Linked DNA regions of Sus scrofa: regions 2, 3 and 4 are each linked to region 1. The links are chromatin contacts, called in public HiChIP or PLAC-seq and promoter capture Hi-C maps. All regions are on one chromosome and are shown on one strand. The core of a region is the stretch at or near the end of the contact, and the rest is flanking DNA. Distances in the headings are between cores, read along the strand shown. Region 1 holds the start of RPL19 (60S ribosomal protein L19). Region 2 holds the start of PSMB3 (proteasome subunit beta 3). Region 3 holds the start of STARD3 (StAR related lipid transfer domain containing 3). Region 4 holds the start of CWC25 (CWC25 spliceosome associated protein homolog).

The links. Promoter capture Hi-C pulls out the DNA fragments that hold promoters and counts their contacts. HiChIP or PLAC-seq counts read pairs in DNA pulled down with a chosen protein or histone mark.
Region 2: a contact with region 1 is called in a promoter capture Hi-C map of liver, with 2.9 times the contacts expected there. The contact joins the promoter of PSMB3 here to the promoter of RPL19 in region 1. A contact is called at or near these places in 1 of 5 promoter capture datasets (liver) and 1 of 2 datasets of contacts at active chromatin or transcription factors (alveolar macrophages).
Region 3: an H3K27ac HiChIP or PLAC-seq map of alveolar macrophages shows a contact between it and region 1. The contact joins the promoter of STARD3 here to the promoter of RPL19 in region 1. A contact is called at or near these places in 1 of 5 promoter capture datasets (liver) and 1 of 2 datasets of contacts at active chromatin or transcription factors (alveolar macrophages).
Region 4: a contact with region 1 is called in a promoter capture Hi-C map of liver, with 4 times the contacts expected there. The contact joins the promoter of CWC25 here to the promoter of RPL19 in region 1. A contact is called at or near these places in 1 of 5 promoter capture datasets (liver), 1 of 47 Hi-C or Micro-C datasets (skeletal muscle) and 1 of 2 datasets of contacts at active chromatin or transcription factors (alveolar macrophages).

Annotation. Positions count from the first base shown.
Region 1 is chr12:23,032,797-23,037,995 of Sscrofa11.1, forward strand. RPL19 (60S ribosomal protein L19) reads right to left here and starts at 1,541. Exons shown (of 6, transcript XM_003131509.5): 1 at 1,394-1,541; 2 at 349-455. The coding sequence starts at 1,398.
Region 2 is chr12:23,353,427-23,358,877 of Sscrofa11.1, forward strand. PSMB3 (proteasome subunit beta 3) reads right to left here and starts at 4,190. Exons shown (of 6, transcript NM_001144902.1): 1 at 4,123-4,190; 2 at 3,628-3,812; 3 at 961-1,068. The coding sequence starts at 4,125. It overlaps TRNAN-GUU (a tRNA gene), which reads left to right and starts at 5,044; the gene lies at 5,044-5,117.
Region 3 is chr12:22,678,397-22,683,062 of Sscrofa11.1, forward strand. STARD3 (StAR related lipid transfer domain containing 3) reads right to left here and starts at 2,289. Exons shown (of 15, transcript NM_001143725.1): 1 at 2,240-2,289. PPP1R1B (protein phosphatase 1 regulatory subunit 1B) reads right to left here. Exons shown (of 6, transcript XM_021067047.1): 6 at 2,848-3,634. The coding sequence ends at 3,585.
Region 4 is chr12:23,296,771-23,302,015 of Sscrofa11.1, forward strand. CWC25 (CWC25 spliceosome associated protein homolog) reads left to right here and starts at 1,280. Exons shown (of 10, transcript NM_001244652.1): 1 at 1,280-1,485; 2 at 3,932-4,104. The coding sequence starts at 1,468.

The sequences.
Region 1 (5,199 bases), core at 291-2,790:
GCCTTCCCAATTCATCCCTAACCCCCAGTACTCCAGTTTGCTTCTTCACAAACCCTTCATATAGCTATACAACAGAACATCCATTCTAACCGTATTTACTAATATAACACTGGGTAGTTCCATTAACCTCCATTCTCTCATTCTGGCAAATGGCAGGAAGAGAAGAACCCCTGGCATTTCCTATTTCTTTGATTCCTTCCATTTCCTAAGGATGCCCACCCCCCAATGTCCGACTTATGAGCTCTCCTAAATCTGCACATTCAAGTTAACACAATTGTGCCACCTTTCATCCCTCAAGGGTTGAGCAGGTGATAGGGCAAAGAAAGGTCGCAGAACCCAAGAACTCACGGGAGTTGGCGTTGGCGATTTCATTAGTCTCATTGGGGTCCAACCAGACTTTCTTTTTGCCACAGCGGAGGACACTGGAGGCAAGCCTCTTCTGAAGCCTGAGCATACTGTAACAAACAGAAAACACTATCAGGCCCTGGAAACCATTCCTGGGCAAGGAGCATCCCCAGCAAGACCTGCCCTCCAAAGCCTTCTAATGTGAAATATACCACAGGATATGGATGTATGTGCATTTAGTACTAAGGACAAACATGTCTCTCCCGCCCCAGGCTTTTGCCACCCACAATGGCACCTCCAAATTAAAAATCTCCCCTGTATCCAGATTTTTGTTAATGCCTTGGCAACTACCCATCCCATAATGTAGACAAAGCCCAAGCTATATCTTGACGTATTTGCGCCTCAGTTTTCTCCTCTGGAAAATAAGATGAACGGATGAAATTGAAATTTATAGAGGGAGCTAATACTCTGACATGCACCAGTGAAAATGAATTTATTTAACGCGAAGAATCTGAGGCCAGCGGAGCCGATTCGCTAGTCAGTCTTCTGATTCCTGGGCTCGTTTTTCTCATCTTATCACAGTAATATACTAGCCTTAAGGATTTTCTTATGATGGCTCCACCGAATAAAAGGCATCAAAGAACCAGGGATTGCTTCATCCCGGACAGTCGGAGGCTCGAGACCTACGCGAGGCCCCGTCCTACGTCACATGCAAGCAGACATGGGCTCGGAGCCACAGATTGACCCAGCGAGTAAGGAAGCCATAGCCCGGTTCCCGCCACCGCCTCTCTTCTGCCCGCAGGAGTAGCCTCGGACACGTGTGGGGCGCAGGGCTCGCCCTTCCTCCTGCGTAAGAGTGCCCAGGACGCTCTCCCACCCCCATCCTCTCCAGGCCAAGAGCTAGTGTGCTCCGGCCTACCCTAAGCTCCAAGGCCGGCCGCTTCAGGGCCGTCTCCACCTCAACTCTCCCACCAGGGGCTGAGGTATCGAGCCGTCGAGTGCCCTGGCAGCCGGAATCAACCAAAATCGGAGACCCTGGAGCCCTTACCTCATGGCTGCTGCCGCAGCGGCGAAAGGAAAGAACTTGCTCTCGCCAGGCTCCTCCCATTATCTGTGCAGGGGAGAGCTCATCCCTGGCTCCGCTTTCGCCCGTATTCCCCTCCAGTCTTTTCATCTTCTGCCACCATAAACGTACTTATATCTTCTGTAAAGATCCGGGATACTCGAAGCCTAATATCAGAAATCGGTTTTAAACTTAAAAACATAGAAAATATACCCCTTCGGCATGGCAAAGTGGTATAGTCCGACTTCCTATTAGGCATGCGTGGCAAGGGTGTCTGGTCACGTGGATGGCGGAAGCCGGAAGTCAGCTGGGTTGCGCAGGCGGGTTGAGGGAATTTTGCTAGAGTGGCCCGTTTCTCGCAGTCGCGTTGGGTTCTTTGGGTGTTTTATTGGCGCGGGGCGGGTGTGGAAGGTGAAGCAAGAGGGAATAATGAGGGCGGATTTCAGACAAAAGCAGCCCTGTATTCACTCTCTTAATTATTGGGAGACCCTGGAGGTCAGAATAAACCACCAAAGATACTAGCTGATGTTTTTGCACCCCTATGGTCCTTGATCTCTTAGTGCCTCAGTTTCCTTCTCCGTATAGTGTACGTGATATATCCGTTGTTCAGTTGTGAAAATCGCATGAGTTAACGTTTGCAGCTTGCGAAGGCAGGCATTAAGACCAGCTCCTCTTTAAAAATAAATAAGTAAAAAGGCATGCTCCTTATGACAGGAACCAGTCTTTTGTTTGGCTCATACTGTATGCCGGCAGCCATGGAGCTTTGCACATAGTAAGCACTTGAGAAATAAGGAGCGAATGAATAGCTGTGAAAGTCTTAAACCTGGTTGCTAGAACCTCTCATAGTTCTTTCCTCTTGCTCTGGAGTTCCCAATGCAAAAACCTAAGGAAGTGCAACTAGAGATTATCGTACTAAGTCAGAAAGACAAAAACCTTATAATATCACTCATATGTGGAATCTAAAATATGGCACAAATGGGAGATCCCCATTGTGGCTCAGTATCCATGGGGACGCTGGTTAGATCCCTGGCCTCACTCAGTGGGTTAGGGATACAGTGTTGCCGAGAGCTGTGGTGTAGGTCCCAGTCCGCGCTCAGATCTGGTGTTGCTGTAGCTGTGATGTAGACTGGTGGCAGCTGCAGCTCAGATTCCACCGGAGCCTGGGAATCTCCACATGCCACAGGTAGAGACCATAAAAAAAGCAAAATAAATAAATAAAATATAGTGCAAATGAATCTATCTACAAAACAGAGACTCACAGAAAACAGACTTGTGGTTGCCACGGGGCGGGGGGTGGGGGGAATGGACTAGGAGTTTGGAATTAGTAGATGCAAACCATGGCATTTAGAATGGATAAACAAGGCGTTTCCGTCTTGGCTCAGAAGAAACGAATCTGACTAGTATCCATGAGGATGCAGGTTCCATCCCTAGACTCGCTCAGTGGGTTAAGGATCCATCTGGCATTACTGTGAACTGCGGATCAGATCTTGCATTGCTGAGGCTGTGGTGTAGGCCCCCCGCTTCAATTCTGATTGGATCCCTAGCCTGAGAACCTCCATATGCTGCGGATGCAGCCCTAAAAGACAAAAAAAAAAAAAAAAAAAAGAATGGATAAACAAGGTCTTATTGTATAGCACAGGCAACTATATTCAATCTCCTGGGATAGACCACTATGAAAAATAATATATATACATATATATATTATTTATCTTTCTAGGGCCGCACCCATGGCATATGGAGATTCCCAGGCTAGGGGTCTAATCGGAGCTGTAGCTGTGGACCTACGCCACGGCCACAGCAATGCAGGATCCCAGCCATGTCTGTGACCTACACCACAGCTCACAGCAACGCCAGATCCTTAACTAACTGAGAGGGGCCAAGGATGGAACCGGAAACCTTATAGTTCCAGTCAGATTCATTTCCACTGCGCCATGGGGACGCCCTTTTTGTTTTGTTTTTCTAGGGTAAAATAATATTTAAAAATGTGTAATATGTATGACAGAGTCACTTTGCTGAGTACAGCAGAAACTGGCAAAACATTGTATCAACTATATATATTTTTTAAAAAAACTAAGAATATTCTGGGGCTCAAGAAACACAGATCTGAGTTCTGCCTCCATCTCCTTGCTTTGCTTCAGCTGATAACCCCGTATCTATCATCTGAACTTTCCTGGCTGCTAAATAGAGCTTAGAAGATCAAAGAGAGGGAAGGAAAGCAAAATTTATGCCCCTTTCTCACAACAACGCAATTAGTGTCATGGTCATTTTACAGCTGACTGAAGTAGCAGAGATTGAAAATTCAGGTCCTTCTTTTTTTTTTTTTTTTTGTCTTTTTTTTTTGTTTTGCTATTTCTTGGGCCGCTCCCGCGGCATATGGAGGTTCCCCGGCTAGGGGTCCAATCGGAGCTGTAGTCCCCGGCTTACGCCAGAGCCACAGCAACGCGAGATCCGAGCCGCGTCTGCGACCTACACCACAGGTCACGGCAACGCCGGATCGTTAACCCACTGAGCAGGGCAGGGACCGAACCCACAACCTCATGGTTCCTAGTCGGATTCGTTAACCACTGCGCCACGACGGGAACTCCCAGGTCCTTCTGATTAAAAACCCCATGAGTTCTTTCATGCCAGGCTTGCTTGTGCACAGGGGAAGATGGGAGCCCTGCTCAGAGATGGATCTGTTCATGGAACAATGCTAATATGCTTCATCTTCACTCTAGGTCAAGGTGATGTGACCAGAGAAACGACTAAGGCTGGCCATCACTTGTTGCAGAACCCAGGGTGAGGAGTAGTCAGAGTATTCCACAGCCTCCCCTCCAGCAGAAGACAGCAGGTTGGTTTGTTTTAGGTTCCCTGAACCTAGGCAATTCTCTCTTCTACTCATCTCTCCTCTTGCGGAGCAGGGGAAAGGGTAGAGTAGGGAGGTAACAGGTCCTCCTGTTATGACTGACAGCTGCACAGCACCTTACAGCGTCTCCAAACATCCCAGCAACTCATCATTTAATTTCATTCTCCTTCCTCCCAATAATCCCAAGCGACAAAGTACCAGCAAACCCATTTTACAGAGGTGTGCTCATTTGCCCAGGCCCACGCCCCTGGAAAGCACCTCAGCCAAATTGTTACTAAGGTCTCTTGCCAGAATCCCCTACTCCTTTTCTCTCCACAAATCATGGGAAGTGGGTCCAGGCTTTGGACATCTGTCCCCAGATCAAGGATGAAGTGGGAGGGGGAAGGATGAAGCAGGAGCAGTTCTAGGTCAAAGGTCATTAGAAGTGATTTTTCGCCCGCCTTGTCTCTCAGCTCCACATGCCTTCCTACTCTTTGCTCTCTTCCGAGGAACACAGACCTCACTCGGGCCCAGCCCTGGCCTTTTGGAAGGGCCTGTGGGGACATTAGCGCTAGAGTAATAGGACTCCTGGGGTCCCTGGTATCTGCTCTGTCTCTACTGAGACTCCCTTTGCAATCCCGACCCAGCGTCTGCTTCCAGCCGGCCTGCACCACCATGTTGGCGAGGGAGGGGCCTTTCTGTTTGGTTTCAAGGCGGCCTGAGACCACGATGGGGAGAAAGGAGTTAAAGCCAGGTCCCAGGATCACCAGGGCGGGGAAGTTCCGGTAGCCCAAGCTGAGAGTGGAATGGGGAGACCCGCTAGGAAGAGCGGTTTGGGACGCAAGGGGGGGCGGTGCCAGCCATGCTCATCCGCGCTTCGGCTCCATCCGCGCTAGGCATCCACGGGTAAACCGTACCCCCCGCCCGCAGCCCCTGAGCGGGTTTCTAATCCTCCCCCTCCCAACCC
Region 2 (5,451 bases), core at 2,940-5,439, 320 kb after region 1:
TTTGTAACTTTCCCCCATACTTGAAACTAATATAAATCAATTATACCTCATTTAAAGGAAAGATTTCTCCCCTCTCATAAACCAAAATCAAAAGGTTTAAAAAATCTTTTAAGCCTTTTTCATCTTGAGATTTTGATAAGCACTGTTACCACATACAGCAAACTATTCATAGCCAAAGATATTACTGGGTCACTGCTGTGGCGCAGATTTGATCCCTGGCCTGGGAACTTCCACCTGCCATGGGTGCAGTCAAAAAGACAAAACAAAACAAAAATCAAAATAAATAAATAAATTTTTTAAAAGGCAGTAATATTGCTCCAGGTGCGGAAATGGCAAAAACTTATGTTTTGAAAGCTAAAGAGTACTTTTACAACTTTTCTATAAAGTCTAAAATTATTTCAAAATAAAAAGTTAAAAAAAAAAAAAGAAGGAGAAAGAAAGAGTAGTTCCCGTCGTGGCACAGTGGTTAACAAGTCCGACTAGGAACCTTGAGGTTGGAGGTTCGATCCCTGGCTTCACTCAGTGGGTTAAGGATCTGGCGTTGCCCTGAGCTGTGGTGTAGGTTGCAGATGCAGCTTGGATCTGGCGTTGCTGTGGCTGTGGTGTAGACTGGCAGCTATAGCTCTGATTGGACCTGTGGCCTGGGAACCTCCATATGCTGTGGGTGTGGCCCTGGAAAAAGACCAAAAAAAAAAAAAAAAGAAAAGAAAAAGCAAGGTCAATCTATCCTCTTTTCACCAAGTTTTTTATTTTTTAGGGTCGCACCTTTGGCATATGGAGTGGTCCCCAGAAGACAGGGGAAAAAAAAAAAAAAAAAGGAAAGAGACCCATAAAATAAGGATACTATCCTGCAAATAAGGGTGAACGAGGAGGACTCGCCTTCCTGGGTACCCCCTCCCTACCGCTTGGCCCATCAGGGGCTGCTCCTTTCCCCGAGTCCCAGGCTACGCTTCTGCTTACCGTCTCTCGTACAAGAGGTTGGCCACCATGCTCATGAGGGTGTAAGGCTTGATCTGCCGCCCTTCCTTCAGCTCATACAGGTTCAGCCGGAACTTGAGGCGCTGGGCACTGTGGCAGGAGGAGAAAAGTAAGTGAGTCTTTCTGTTTGGCTTTTTAGGGCAGTACCCGCAGCATATGGAGGTTCCCAGGCTAGGCGTCCAATCGGAGCAGTTGCTGCCAGCCTACACCACAGCCACAGCAACGCGGGATCCGAGCCGCATCTGTGACCTACACCACAGCTCAGGGCAATGCCAGATCTTCAACCCACTGAGTAAGGCCAGGGATCGAACCCAAAACCTCATGGTTCCTAGTTGGATTTGTTTCCACTGTGCTACGCTGGGAACTCCGTAAGTCATTGCTGAATGTCCCCCGGTGTCTGCCTTGTGGAGGTCAGGAGGTACGTAAGGAAAGACAGAACCCCAGCCCCAGCCAAGACTCCTGGGCCTCCCCCAGGGATCTTCTCACTGCAAGTCCAGCCTCATGTCCACTTTTAGGACTTGTCCAACGTGGTGCTTCTACCTATAAACCTGCCACTCCGCTAACCTTTTTTTCTCCTACTTTCTTTGACATGAGAAAAGGGGAGTTAAGAAGTGCATTTTCCCCCTACTTTTTTGAGGAATAGCTTATGCATTACCCTTCTGACAGGGGTCTGCCTGCAGACACAGTGAAGGCAGTTTACACAGTAGAAAGCAGTGAACTGAGAGAGCTGACCTGGGCTAAGCCTTAATGTTTCCATCCCTGAGAGACAAAATAAATCATCTGGCAGGGAGATCATGTATGGAGATCACATATAAAACCGCAAAGTCTTATATGTGTTAATAAGAAGCAAGATGCAGGAGCTCCCGTCGTGGCGCAGTGGTTAACGAATCCGACTAGGAACCATGAGGTTGCGGGTTCGGTCCTGTCCTTGCTCAGTGGGTTAACGATCTGGCGTTGCCGTGAGCTGTGGTGTAGGTCGCAGACGCGGCTCGGATCCCGCGTTGCTGTGGCTCTGGCATAGGCTGGTGGCTACAGCTCCGATTCAACCCCTAGCCTGGGAACCTCCATATGCCGCGGGAACGGCCCAAGAAATAGCAACAACAAAAAAGACAAAAAAAAAAAAAGCAAGATGCTGTGTTTTGGGGTTGTTGTTTTCTTTTTTTTTCTTTTTAGGGCCGCACCCAAGGAATATAGAAGGGTCGAATTGGAGCTGCAACTGCTGGCCTACACCACAGCCACAGCAATGCCAGATCTAAGCCAAGTCTGCAACCTACACCACAGCTCACGGTAACTCGGGATCCTTAACCCACTGAGCGAGGCCAGGGATCGAACCCACATCCTCATGGATACTAATCAGATTCGTTTTCTTCCCTCTTGAAACTTTTGTCTTGACTCTTTCCCACTGGCCTCTCTTCTTTCCCCACTGCTAAATATACAGCTCTTGAGTTGCAGCTTATTTTTTCCCTCTATGTTTTTGGCTTTCCAGAATCTGTTCCTATAGATTTCACAGATCACCAATGCCTATCCAGCCCTGAGATATAATCTCAAGACCCCAGTTGCTCCAGAGGTATTTCTGCATGGTTTACTTTGTGCCTTTACAATTGGTATCAAAATCAAAGTTGCCACCTTTCCCTTAAAACTAGTCTTCCTATATTTCAGTCAACATGCTCAAAACAGAAATCATCTTTCAAACATTTTGGGGAGTTCCCGTCATGGCTCAGCAGTAACAAATCCGATGAGTATCCATGAGTGACGCAAGTTCTACTCCTGGCATCACTCAGTGGGTCACGGATCTAGCATCGTGGTGAGCCAGGTCACAGACATGGCTCGGATCTCGAGTTGCTGTGGCGTAGGCTGGCAGCTACAACTCCAATTGGACCCCTAGCCTGGAAACTTCCATATGCCCACAGGGTGCAGCCCTAAAAAGACAAAAATCCAAAAAACATTTTGCCAGCATGCCAAGTACTAGGGTAAACCATAAAAACAGATAAAAAAAGACACAAACCTTGACTTCAATGGGTAACTCTTTGGCTTCACAATATCCTTGTCACTGCTAAGACTGGTCAGTGACCACTCTCAGAAATGCCCTCCTTTCCTTTCCCACCACGCCACCCTATTAGGACCTCAACCCTCAAACCTGGATCATCAGGAGAACCACCTATTTCAACTCCTGGACTCTCCCTTCTCTCAAAGAACCACTGTCAACTAGGTAACTAATCTAGCAATTAATATGCTCCAGCTCATTATGGGTTAGCTATCTTTCTGCATGCCTGCCTTGTTTCCCAACGAGTGCCAAAGTTCTTTAGAGACTGAGCACGAGCTTTGGCCTCAGAGATTGGGATCCTGGGTGACATTCATTAGCTTACATTTGGGGCAATAAACCCTCTGAGACACTCAGTTTCCTCATCTGCAAAATGGGACAGCAACATGGTAATGTTAAGAGGACTAAAGTCCATGGAGGTAATAAGGTGCCATCCACAGCGTCTGGCACAGAGTAAATGCTGCTAAGTTGTTCGCTTTCTGTGTCCGGCAAGGTCTCAGATGCAATGGTGTTGTTTGATAGATGACTGACACCCAGGCCACTCAAACCGCTAGGCAAGGCTGGTCCAAGAAGAGGCGTGGGTTTGGGTGGGGACCCTGGATACTTACACTGTCTGGACGTCTGTGGCGAGCCCGGCCAGGCCGATGTATAGCCGGTCGCCCATGGGAAAGATCTTCTGGAAGTCCGTGGTCACCATCTGGGCCTGGATCCCGAAGCGCCTGTCGGCAGCGATGGCCACACAGTTCTTCCCCTTCATGGCCATGACGGCCCCTCCGTTATAGGACATAATAGACTGGGGCAGACAGAGCGGAGGGGCTCAGCGCGAGGGGCCAAACGCGGCCACGGCCCCCGGCGCAGCCCCTGATTCGGAGACTTCTGGACGCATCCTTCTCCAGTCTGAAGGTGCCTGAATGCCCCAACTCCAGCTCTGCGGGGAGCCCCCACTCCCCGCCTTGGTCCTCACTGCGGTCCGCTCCCCCTTCAAACTGGAGTCGTTTCCTTCAACCGACCACCAGGCCTCTCCGCCTCCCCAACTCCCCATGACCCCACTCCTTGTTCCTCAATCCCTACCCCATGTCCCTTCTTCTCGCTCCCCATCTCACCATGATTGCAGTGTATTAGGACCTCCAATCGCCACAATTCCTGCGAACCGGCTTTGGGCCTCACTGCGCACCCACTCTCGCTGCTTTCTCTCTATTGGCTGAGAGGCCGACCCTTCCGGGACACTTTGGCATTCTATTGGCTATGCTTCCTTGTCAGTCATCAGTACAGGAGTTTGGTTGAGAGGCCAAAACCGAGGTGGGGAAATCGCAAAGTGAAAAGTCACTGTAAGTGCGGAAGAGCCCGGTGTCGCGGTGCAAGCTGGGATAGCGGTGGACCCAGTCTTGGATTCCCCATCGCGGGCTGGAACCTGTGCCCACGTGGGCTGATGAAACCCGAGATAGAGGGCTTTCGCACTAGTGAAGGGCCCCGGGGTTGTTTAAGAGCACGCTGTGCGCGTCGCGCATATTACTCATGAAGCTTGTTTCATTTATTCATTCCAGAAATCCTTGTCTATTGTGTGCCAGTCACCATGCTAGGCTCCGGACATGCTTCGTATTTAGGAGGAGCCCATAAAATGCATTTTTACTGTTGCCAAGGGGAGGGGCAGAGGGAGGGCGTCTTGGGTATTCTGCGGCTGCAAGGGTTGGGCAGCAAAGGAAAGATTTGGAAGCCGAAGGTGGTTCTGCTCTGAGGGATTCACAACAGGTCGACTTTCAAGTATCCCTAACCTCGGGTCACCTTAAAGAGGGACGTTCTGGGTGTCCCCAATGAGGAAGCAGGTGACAGTTCCCCAACCCCACCTCCGAGCCAGTGCAGGGGAGGCGTGCACATCCCGCCTGCTTCTCTCTCCAGGTCGTGAGGCTTCCCTTTTTCCGTCAAGTCACTTCTTTCACAAGGTTGTGGGGTTTCCGCTCTGATTCTAGCGCTGTCGCAGGCTCACTCCCATTGACTTGGCCACCAGCTCACCACTAGCTATCGCAGTCTCTGTGGCGCAATCGGTTAGCGCGTTCGGCTGTTAACCGAAAGGTTGGTGGTTCGAGCCCACCCAGGGACGCTCTCTTTTCCCCCTCGAAAAAGGGGAAAAACCTTATTCTCACAAACACTGCAAAGCCAGATTTTGTGTTGAAACAGCAGACAATACTATTTCTATAGTAAATCCGAGGGTCATTGTGATTGAAACTTCGATGTTGTTTCGTTAAGGAGGGGATACTTTCTCCAGCACTTCCCTCTGCCACCTTCCTCCCACCCCGCCCCCAACAGGATTGCAGGGAAGGCAAAGACATATAGGTTTTTGCCTCACTGTACAATACGTTTCAGGTTGCATTTTTTCACAGGATTAAGAATGAATTTGCCTTGGAGGTTGGGCGGTTTTCCCTTATCTGCCTCAA
Region 3 (4,666 bases), core at 1,039-3,538, 350 kb before region 1:
CAGTAATGCTGGATCCTGATCTCACTGTGCTGGCTGGGGATCAAACTGGTACCTCCACAGAGACAAGGCAGATCATGAACCCACTGTGCCACAGCGGGAACCTCCCACCCCAGCATTTTATTTACTGACAAAGAGTCAGGCTTTGGGGCTCTGGGACAGAATGAGAAGTAAGCCACATCAACTGTCCTGAAGCAGTTTGTAAAATTAAAAGTCAGAACCAGGGTTCTGTATTATCCTCATGTAAACAGTAAGAGCTAACACTTATTTATTGAACCGTCACATGCTCCCTGTTTTAAGTCCTAAACATACATTATTTCATTTGATCCTCACAATCACTCTATCAGGTGGCACATTACTATCTCCATTTGACAAATGAGGAAACCGAGGCAGGGACTTCATCGGGGTCACAAAACAGAGTCAAAACCCAGGAAATCTGGAGTTCCTGTCGTGGCGCAGTGGTTAACGAATCCGACTAGGAACCATGAGGTTTCGGGTTCGGTCCCTGCCCTTGCTCAGTGGGTTAACGATCTGGTGTTGCCATGAGCTGTGGTGTAGGTTGCAGACGCGGCTCGGATCCCTCATTGCTGTGGCTCTGGCGTAGGCCGGCAGCTACAGCTCCGATTGGACCCCTAGCCTGGGAACCTCCATATGCCGTGGGAGCAGCCCAAGAAATGGCAAAAAGACAAAAAGACAAAAAAAAAAAAAACAAACCAGGAAATCTGATTCTCAATCATCGTGCTACCATGGACAGGGCACTGCAGGGACTCAGAGGGGGCAATATTGCGCCTTGAGCGGTGGGCTGGGCAGAAGGTGATCCAAAGGTGATGCTGCCTGAGCAGAGCACTCCAGGACAAGCAGAAGGCAGCCCAGCCAATAAGAGGAGAAGGGGCTCTCCAGGCAGCGGGGCTGGTGCGTGCAAAGGCACAGAGACACAAAGCAGCAAGGTGTGGGTAAGCATGTCCTGCAGTGCCCTGTCGGACCTTAGGATACACACAGGAAGACTGGCGGGGAAGGCGTCAGATCAGAGAGAGCTCTGTAAATTGTGCTAAAGATGCAGCCTTTCCCATAGGCAATGGGAAAGCATCCAAGGGTTTTCGACAAGGAAGTGATACTATGAATTGTGTTTTTCAAGGATGAGAAGAATTGCAGTTTGGAGACTGAGCTGCAGGCAGCCATGACTGGAAGTTGCTGGAAAGCCACTGTGGTCATCCTGGTGAGAAACACATCAACGAGAGTGGTCACAGAAGAGAGGGAGGCACAGGACTAGATGTGAAGCATGTTCAGGAAGTCAGCTGGACTAAGTCACCTCTTAGATATGGGAGTTGAGGGAGAAATATATGATAATTATTAGGTTTCTGGCTGAGATGGGGTGGCAGAGAAAGAAGGAATCTGCAGGGGAAAAGAGCAGTTCAAGTTTAGACAGAGTGAATTCCAGCTGAAGTGGAGCTGTCCAACTAGTAGCCTAAGGCCAACTGAGGCTCCAGGGAGAGGCTTCGGTGAAAAGGTAGATCTGGACACGACTGGGGTATGTAGGTGGTGTAAAGCTGAAACCATGAGAGTGGATGAGACCATCCAGATCCAGAGTTAAGAGGCTGGCTGAGCAAGAGAGATGAATGTGAAACCGTGCTTCTACAGTCAGAAGAGCAGGAGGAAAATAAGGGGATGCCGACGCGGTGGAAGCCAAAAAAGAGGGTGATGGGTACGTGTTCACTACTGCAATTGAGAATTTATGTCACTGGTGTTATGCTCCTCTAAGAACTCAAGAAAGATACGTTAAAGGGCCCTTATAATGTCAACTGGGAAGTCATTCACTGTCGTTTCCAAAGGAAGTTGAGGGAGACCGGATGACGGTGAGACATTGACCTCCAGGAACTTGGAAATATTTTCCTCCTCATTCTCAGATCCTGACCCCTCCCCAGATCCTGACCTTTAATACCCTGATACCTTCCCCTTGCTTCTTCCCTCACAGCAACGTGAGAGGCTTTGGAGGGCGATCCGGGACGCCTTTCCAAGGCTCTCTCGAGTAGGCGGGGCCGTAGAGGGTCAACGCAGACGACCCTCCAACCCCGCGCTGAGTGGAGCGAGGCCGAGCATAGGAAGGGGGCGGAACCTGGAGCGCGGAGGGTGTGGGAAGGGTCGGACCGAACCACGAACGGACACCGGCTAGGGAGCCAGGATCCATCGGCGAGACGTAGCCCTCGTACCACCACCCGGTCCCAGTGACCTCTCGCGGACCCACCTGCACCATGTCAGCCACGGCTCCGGCTCTTCCCAGCCCCAGCCGCAATCTGGCTCCGAAGCTTCGGCGGCGCCTCCGAGCGGAAGGGGATCTCCTCTCGGCGCCACTTCCGCCACTGAGTCCGCCCCCGGGAGCGAACCGGGAGGTACTAGGCCCGAGGCACCGCCCCCTCTCCCAACCCCGCCCCCAAGCCCTCAGGCCCCGCCCACAAGGGCGGGAAATGGGGGCTGCTGCTAAAGTTAGGCTTGAAAAGAGGAATTAGAAGCCCAGGGGTTTCGTGCTTATTGGGCCACAGAGGCCTAGCACTCTGGAGAAAAAAGGGGAGCTTCCTGAGGGGAGGCCTGCGGGCCTGGAGGACGAGGAATCCAGTTACTCTTGAAGCACCCCTCTTCTCTCCACCCCGCCCCCGCCCCCGCCCCACCTCTTTCCACCTCCCTAGCAGGATCTAGAATGTCTGTGGTCCTTCCTAAGAGGGCTTGGAACTTGGCTGCAGTCAAGGCTGCAAACTAGAGGACTGGACATTACGGTCAAGGACCTGACCCTTGGATGACTACCACATAGTGAACCTCCTCCTCCCTCTCCTTTTCCCTGAAAGAGAAGTCTCAGCACAGGTATTTACAAAGATTTATTACAGCAGGGGAGCGGTTCAGGCCTGGAGTCAGGGAAGAAGGGAAGAGGACAGAGCAGCTGGAGGACAAGGAGAGCCTAGATCCCCCACTGTTTGCCCCTCCTCCCAAGGACTTACACTAGGCGGCATTCCTGGCATCAAAGCACAAACAAAAGGCAACAAAGCAGCCTCTGCCAGTCCATCTTCCAGGCACCCAGGCTGGGGAGCAGGTGATAAGGGGAAGATTTCCAAAATGTGGAGGCTGTGGAAAGGATGCCTGAATCCTGGGCCCTGGTAGACGCCAGTGAGAAGGAATTCCCAGGGGATGGAGAAGGATCTGTGGGCACTTACAAGTTCTCAGTACCCTCTTTCCCCAGATCTTAGGGTCCTGCCCTGTGGGTTTCCTATGCCCAGGGGAGAGGGTCTGGGGAGTAGAATTGTGAAGGATGAACCTTTGTCCCCCATTTACTGAGTTTTCCAATGCAGACTCTCACACCCCAGCTCCCACCCAGTGAATGGGGGAATGACTGGCAGGGGTAGGCATCAGGCAGCAAGTGCCCAGGGACTCTGAGCATCAGCCAAAGGTGGGCAGATAAGCAAACACAGACCAGCCTTAGTCTTCTAGAAGCCGCAGCCCTAGCAATTGAGAAAGGTACAAAATAGGGTAGGGATGGGGTGGGTTTCTGAGGAACAGCAATGCCCTCTCCACTTCCATCTGGGAGATGCAGGGCTTGGTACCTATGTGCCAGGCTCAGGGTGGGCAGGGCGCTGTGGCTCTTCCCCTGGCTCTGCAAGGCAAGCAAAGGAACTTAGGGCTTGGCCACGCCTACCAAGATCACAACACCAACCCTCCCCAAGCCTCACCACTTAATGCGGGGTCTTCCACTTGGTTCTCAGAGCTTCCAACTCTCTGGGGCTCATCCAGAGGGGGTGGGCGCTCCCAGGGACCCTCCAGACCTTGGCCACAAGTTGTCTTTTGTCCAGCTGGGGATGGGGAAAAGGGATAAAAATACAGGCTCTGGGGAGTTTCCATTGTGGTGCCGTGGAAACAAATCTGACTAGCATCCATGAGGATGTGGCTTTGATCCCTGGCCTCGCTCGGTGGATTAAGGATCTGGCGTTGCCATGAGCTGTGGTGTAGGTCATAGACACGGCTCGGATCTGACGTTGCTGTGGCTGTGGTGTAGGACGGCAACTGTAGCTCAGATTTGATCCCTAACCCGGGAAATTCCTGACGTTGCTGTGGCTGTGGCATAGGACGGCAACTGTAGCTCAGATTTGATCCCTAACCCGGGAAATTCCATATGCCACGGGTGCGGCCCTAAAAAAGCAAACAAACACACAAAAATACAGGCTCTGAGTATCTATATGACTGTTCTGGAACATCAGCTGAGTCAGCTGGCTGAGGTTATGCTTTCCGAGGGTGATCATGGCATACTGGAGACAGCACAGGCCTAAGACTGCTCTTCCAATGTCTAACCGTATGACTTAGTTAAGTTTGTTGTTATCTCTCTGAAGGGGATGGTAAGAAAGAAATTGCATAGACTGCCTTAAATAAAACAATAGTTAATACTCTGCAGCTCAGTGCTGGCCCCCAGGAGATGCTCCAGGAGTGGTGGCAATTGATAATTGCTCCTTGGTTGTCTTGTCATCTTTTTTTTTTTTTCCATTTTTTTGGCTGCCCTGGGGCATATGGAGTACCTCAGGGAACCAGGGCCCAGGGATAAGATCCTGGAGGCAGTTGTGACCTGCACCACAGCTGCGGCAATGCCGGATCCTTAACCTACTGTGCCAGGGATGGAACCTGCGTGACAGCGCTC
Region 4 (5,245 bases), core at 30-2,529, 260 kb after region 1:
CTGAGCTGCGTCTGTGACCTACACCAGAGCTCAGGGCAACGCCAGGTCCTTAACCCACTGAGTGAGGCTGGGGATTGAACCCTTATCCTCATGGATTCTAGTTGGATTAATTTCTGCTGTGCCACAATGGGAATTTCCATTTTTTTTTCTTCTTTTTTTGAATATTCATCATCTTATATAGATACAAAATAAAACAAAAATATTTTTCATTGTGATGAGAACTAAAGATTTACTCTCTTAACTTTCATATATAACTTACATTAGTGTTAATTATATTAATCATGTTTATACATTACATCCCTATTACTTTTTATTTTGTAATTGGAAGCTTGTAGCTTTTGAATACCTTCATTCAATCCCCCCCCTCCCATCCTACCACTGGTAACCACAAATCGGATCTTTTTTGCTGAGTTTGTTTTTGAAGTGTAATTGACCTATAACACCATGTAAAGTTGCGGTGCATAATGCTGTGATTTGATATTTCTATTTATTTCAAATTGATCGCCACTGTGATGCTATTCTATCTTATTTTATTTTTTTTGGTCGTGCCTGCAGCTTGCGGAAGTTCCTGGGCTAGGGATCAAACTGGCACCACAGCAGTGATCCGGCCGCTGCAGTGAAATAAGTGGAGACAACTCATTTCAAGTTTGCTAAAGACAGAGTGCAGCAGCTGGGGAGAACACATGAGGTCTCTTTTTTCTTTTTTTTAAGCATCAATTGAGCGTATCTAAAATGATGATGACAAAGAGCCAATACTTGGGATAGAGGAGAGAGGGAGGAATTAAGTAATACCAGATGTGAGGGGTGGGATCGCAGCGGATGAACAGCCAGGCCTGAGGTAGGAGGGATGCCTCTTCCATCATAAACGTTAGGGAAAGGGGTAAACTGGCAGAGTCTAAAGGTTTGGTGCAGGGAAGCTAATGGTGTTTCGATGGTTTCTAGTTAACTCCGTAAAATAGGCCTAGAGTAAGGGGGTTGGCTGTGAGTCGAGGTTTGAGGAGAGTGCTCATTTGAAAAGACGTTTGGATACCTCGGGGGGCTAGGCTGGGGTTGGCGAGGTAGACCCCCAAGTGCAGTTCCACAGGGACGCCATGGTGCGCTGACCAATTGCCAACCGACACGTCCACGCCGCTTTAACACACGGTTTGGAATGTCCGCTGAACGGACAAGCTGCGGCGATGAAAATACGACCACAAATCCCGCGATATCACGGCCGCAACCTGCGAAACTGCCCGTGACGCTACCGCTACGCAACGCGACAGCGCGTATTAAAACGTCATGATCCTGCGACGCCGTCGCCGCAATGGGACGCCCTCCCGGAAGTGGGCTCTGGATCGGGCAGTGAAAGTGGTGTCCAGTTACCCCCGGGACCAGATCTGGGAAGTCGGAGCTGAACTGTTTCTTTACCTTTCTCCCATCCTTTCTGAATCTTCTAGGTCCGCCTAGTGAGGAAACGTCTCCGCCGTCATGGGGGGCGGAGACCTGGTAAGTGAGGGAGTCCAGGGCGCGGGGGAAGGATGAGGCCGGAGACTGGGCTGGGGACGGAAATTGGCGGGGGTGGCAGTGGGTAATCATGGCAACGCTGCCTTGCTTTCAGGGAGAGGGAGCCATAGTCCTGGACAGGGGAAGGATCTCTAAGGCTATGGAGGGACCGAGTGGAGACTTGGGAAGATGTGCGAAGTGGGTCGTCAAGGATGGCAGGTCATTGTTTGCTGGCAGAGAGACCTTCTGGCTGGAAATTCTGGGAGGGCCCTAGGGCAGTTGGAATTGTGGCTAGGAAAGGAGGCAGGTATGTAGGACGTGGCGCATAGACTTTGTTTTGTGTATCTTGGGATAGGATACATCTCCTTTCCTCAGCTAAGAGTTCAGTCATGTCCTGGGCTGTAGTAGGGATGATTTGTGCCCTATTCTCCTCCCTGAGCCATGTCCTGGGTCCATGTTAAACTTGAAGAGATCTTTAGATTCATCTTTCTTACTTCCACTCTTACTTCAGTGCTGTATTCTGATCTGTAGTGGCAGAGCTTCTTTTCTCAATTTGTAGCACTTAATATAAGTTGTATGCCTATTTCTCTTAAATTGTATAGTACATTCTAGGGGGCTAGGGCCCAAAATTGGACAGATGTACCCACAAGAGCATGGTGCAAGGTCAGAAAAATGCTAATCTCCTGAATATGTAGCTAATTGAATCAGCAAATAGATTGTTTAGCCACCTGTCCAGTAGCTATGTTAGCATTTGTCAGTTCTTACCAATTAGGATGAGTTCCAAGATACCGTCAAGGTTTGTCTAATTTAGTGCCTTCAAGTAGCTGCACTTAAGGATAGAAAAGCTGTAGTCCAGAGTTTCTCAACCTCAGGTTGACATTTTGGGCTGGATAATTCTTTGTTGTGTGTGTGGCTCTGTGCATGTAGGATGTTTAGCAGCATCCCTGGCCTCTAGCCTCTAGATGACAGTAGCACCTTTCTCCCCCACTTGTGACAACCAAAATTATCTATAGACATTGCCAAATGTTCCCTGGGAGGCAAAGTCACCCATATTGAAGGCCAAAGAGGAGGACCATTGTGATAAGAGGGAAGGGTGGAGGAGGAAGGAAGGCCTGAAGAGCCTGATGTGGGGAAAGGGAGGACAAGAAAAGAAAGAAAAGGAAGAAGGAGCCCTCCTTGACTGTACACCTTTCACATGGCAAGTACCTTGTGTCCATTTTCTCATGTAGACTTATTAACTGGGAGTTCCCACTGTGCCTCAGTGGGTTAAGAACCTGATTAGTATCCATGAGGATGCGGGGTCAATCCCTGTCCTTGCTCAGTGGGTTAAGGGTCTGGTATTTCCAGGAGCTGCAGTGTAGGTCACAGATGCAGCTCAGATCTGGTGGTGCTGTGGTTGTGGCTTAGACCTCAGCTGCAGTTCTGATTGGCCCTAGTGTGGGAACTTCCATATGCTGTAGGCGCGGCCCTAAAAAGAAAAAAGAGAGAAAAAATAGACTTATTAACTGGTCTTCTGGTCTTCAATCTTGGTCCTCTCCAATCCATTCTTTACATACTAGACTGGTTATGCCTCTCACCTGCAAATGAATGTTTAGTCTTTTCTACTGTCAACAGGATAAAATCCAGTTCCTTAAGCCCCTTAATCTGTTGCTTTCCTAGTTGGCTTCATCTTGAGCCCCTTTTCCGTCAGCTTGCTCCCCGGTATCAAGCCATACTGAATTATTTGTACCATGTTCTTTCTTACCACTGGGCCTACAGCTGTGTGTGCTGTTACCTCTGGAAATCTACCTCTTCCTCCCCTCTTCCTACATCACCAGGCTCATTTATAATTGTCTTTAGATGACATCTCCTCCAGGAAACTTTCCTTGGGGGGGAAGCTGAACCAAAGTAGTGGCTCATGGGGAGGGGGGGAGGGGAGAAGCATTCTTCAAGGGTGAAGGGGAAGATCAGATCCAGGGGGGTGATTCTTGGGAAGGAAGGTTGAAAGAGGTACTAAGTGGGGTTGTAAACCATGCAAGTTTGAGGAGGGTTAAGTGGACTCAAGGAAAAGAAGGTTGTGTTCATAGAAATGAATGTCCAGAGCCAAAGGCACTTGAGTTATGTTGCCTTTTAGCATCTGTACCTTCCCAGCTCCCTGCCCCATTCCTCCTGTGTGGTCCTCACCAACCCTCACTTTAGTCATGGCCAGTAGAAGTCAGACTCATGTACATTTCAGATTAGAAGTATTTGAAGGGAAGGCAGGAAGGGCCCGTTTTATCCTGAAACTTTAAGTTCTTGAACAACCATATTCCACTCCCATCCCTTGTGTGCCAGCCTTGCCATCGTCAAAGATGTCTTGCCCTTACATGCCTGCTGTGGCACGAATAGAGGAATGGGTGAGTCAGGGTCAGTTATCCTCACCACCCATCCACTCCCTGCATTGTTTTCTCCCTCCTTTCATTAACCACAGAATTTGAAGAAGAGCTGGCACCCGCAGACTCTCCGCAATGTGGAGAAAGTGTGGAAGGCTGAGCAGAAGCATGAGGCCGAGCGGAAGAAGATTGAGGAGCTTCAGCGGGAACTGCGGGAGGAGAGGGCTCGGGAGGAGATGCAGCGCTATGCGGAGGATGTCGGGGCTGTCAAGTAAGCAAGGAGGTGCAGGGGGGTGATTTGGGCTCGGTGTGTTTTGGTGTGTGGAGAGTTGCAGACTGGCCTGCAGGTGCATCATCCACTTGTTGCATAAGAGCTGGTTAAGAGCATGGATTTGAGGGAGTTCCCCAGTGGCTCAGCAGGTTAAGGGTCTGGTGTTGTCAGTGTTATGGCTCTTTCCTCTTGTTGTGGCTCAGTGGAAATGAATCCGACTAGTATCCATGAGGATGCAGGTTCGATCCCTGACCTCACTCAGTGGGTTAAGGATCTGGCATTGCCCTGAGCTGCAGTGCAGGTCACAGACATGACTTAGATGTGGCGTTGCTGTGGCTGTAGTATAGGGGGGCACCTGCAGCTCTGATTTGACCTTTCCATATGCCACAGATGCAGCCCTAAAAAGCAAAAATAAATACATAAATAAATAAAACATAGACACACATTAAATTATTTTATATACTTTGTATAAATTGCACTCTTTGTGATATAAGGTTAATAAATTTCATACATTTGAATTAATTTCTGGGCGGCTTATAAGGCTTTTTTTCCTTTTCTTTTTTGACTGCCCTGAGACATATGGAATTCCTGGGTGGGATCAGATTCAAGCCATTGTTGTGACCTCTGACACAGCTGTGGCAATGCCGGCCAGATTCTTTAATCCACTGTGCCGGGCTGGGGATCGGACATGCGCCCTGGTGCTGCAGACACACTGGCGATCCCATTGTGCTACAGTGGGAACTCTGACTAGCTTCACTTTAGACGTGAGGATATGAAAGTGCCCAGAAGTAACTTGCACATTTACCCATCTAATTAGTGACAGAACCAGGCCAGGTCCTGTGGCACTAGGTCTCAGTGACACAACATGTTCCTTTTCTGGACGGCCTGGATAGGGCTGATATTATTATTAGAGTTATTATTATTATTTTATTTTATTTTATTTTTTGTCTTTTTATGTCTGCACCTGAGGCATATGGGAGTTCCTAGGCTAGGGGTTGAATTAGAGCTACAATTGCTGGTCTGTGTGACAGCCACAGCCACAGCAATGCTAGATCTGAGCCACCCACCTCTGCACCTCGTGGCAAGTCCAGGTCCTTAACTCACTCAGGCCAGAGATGGAACCGGCATCCTCATGCGTATG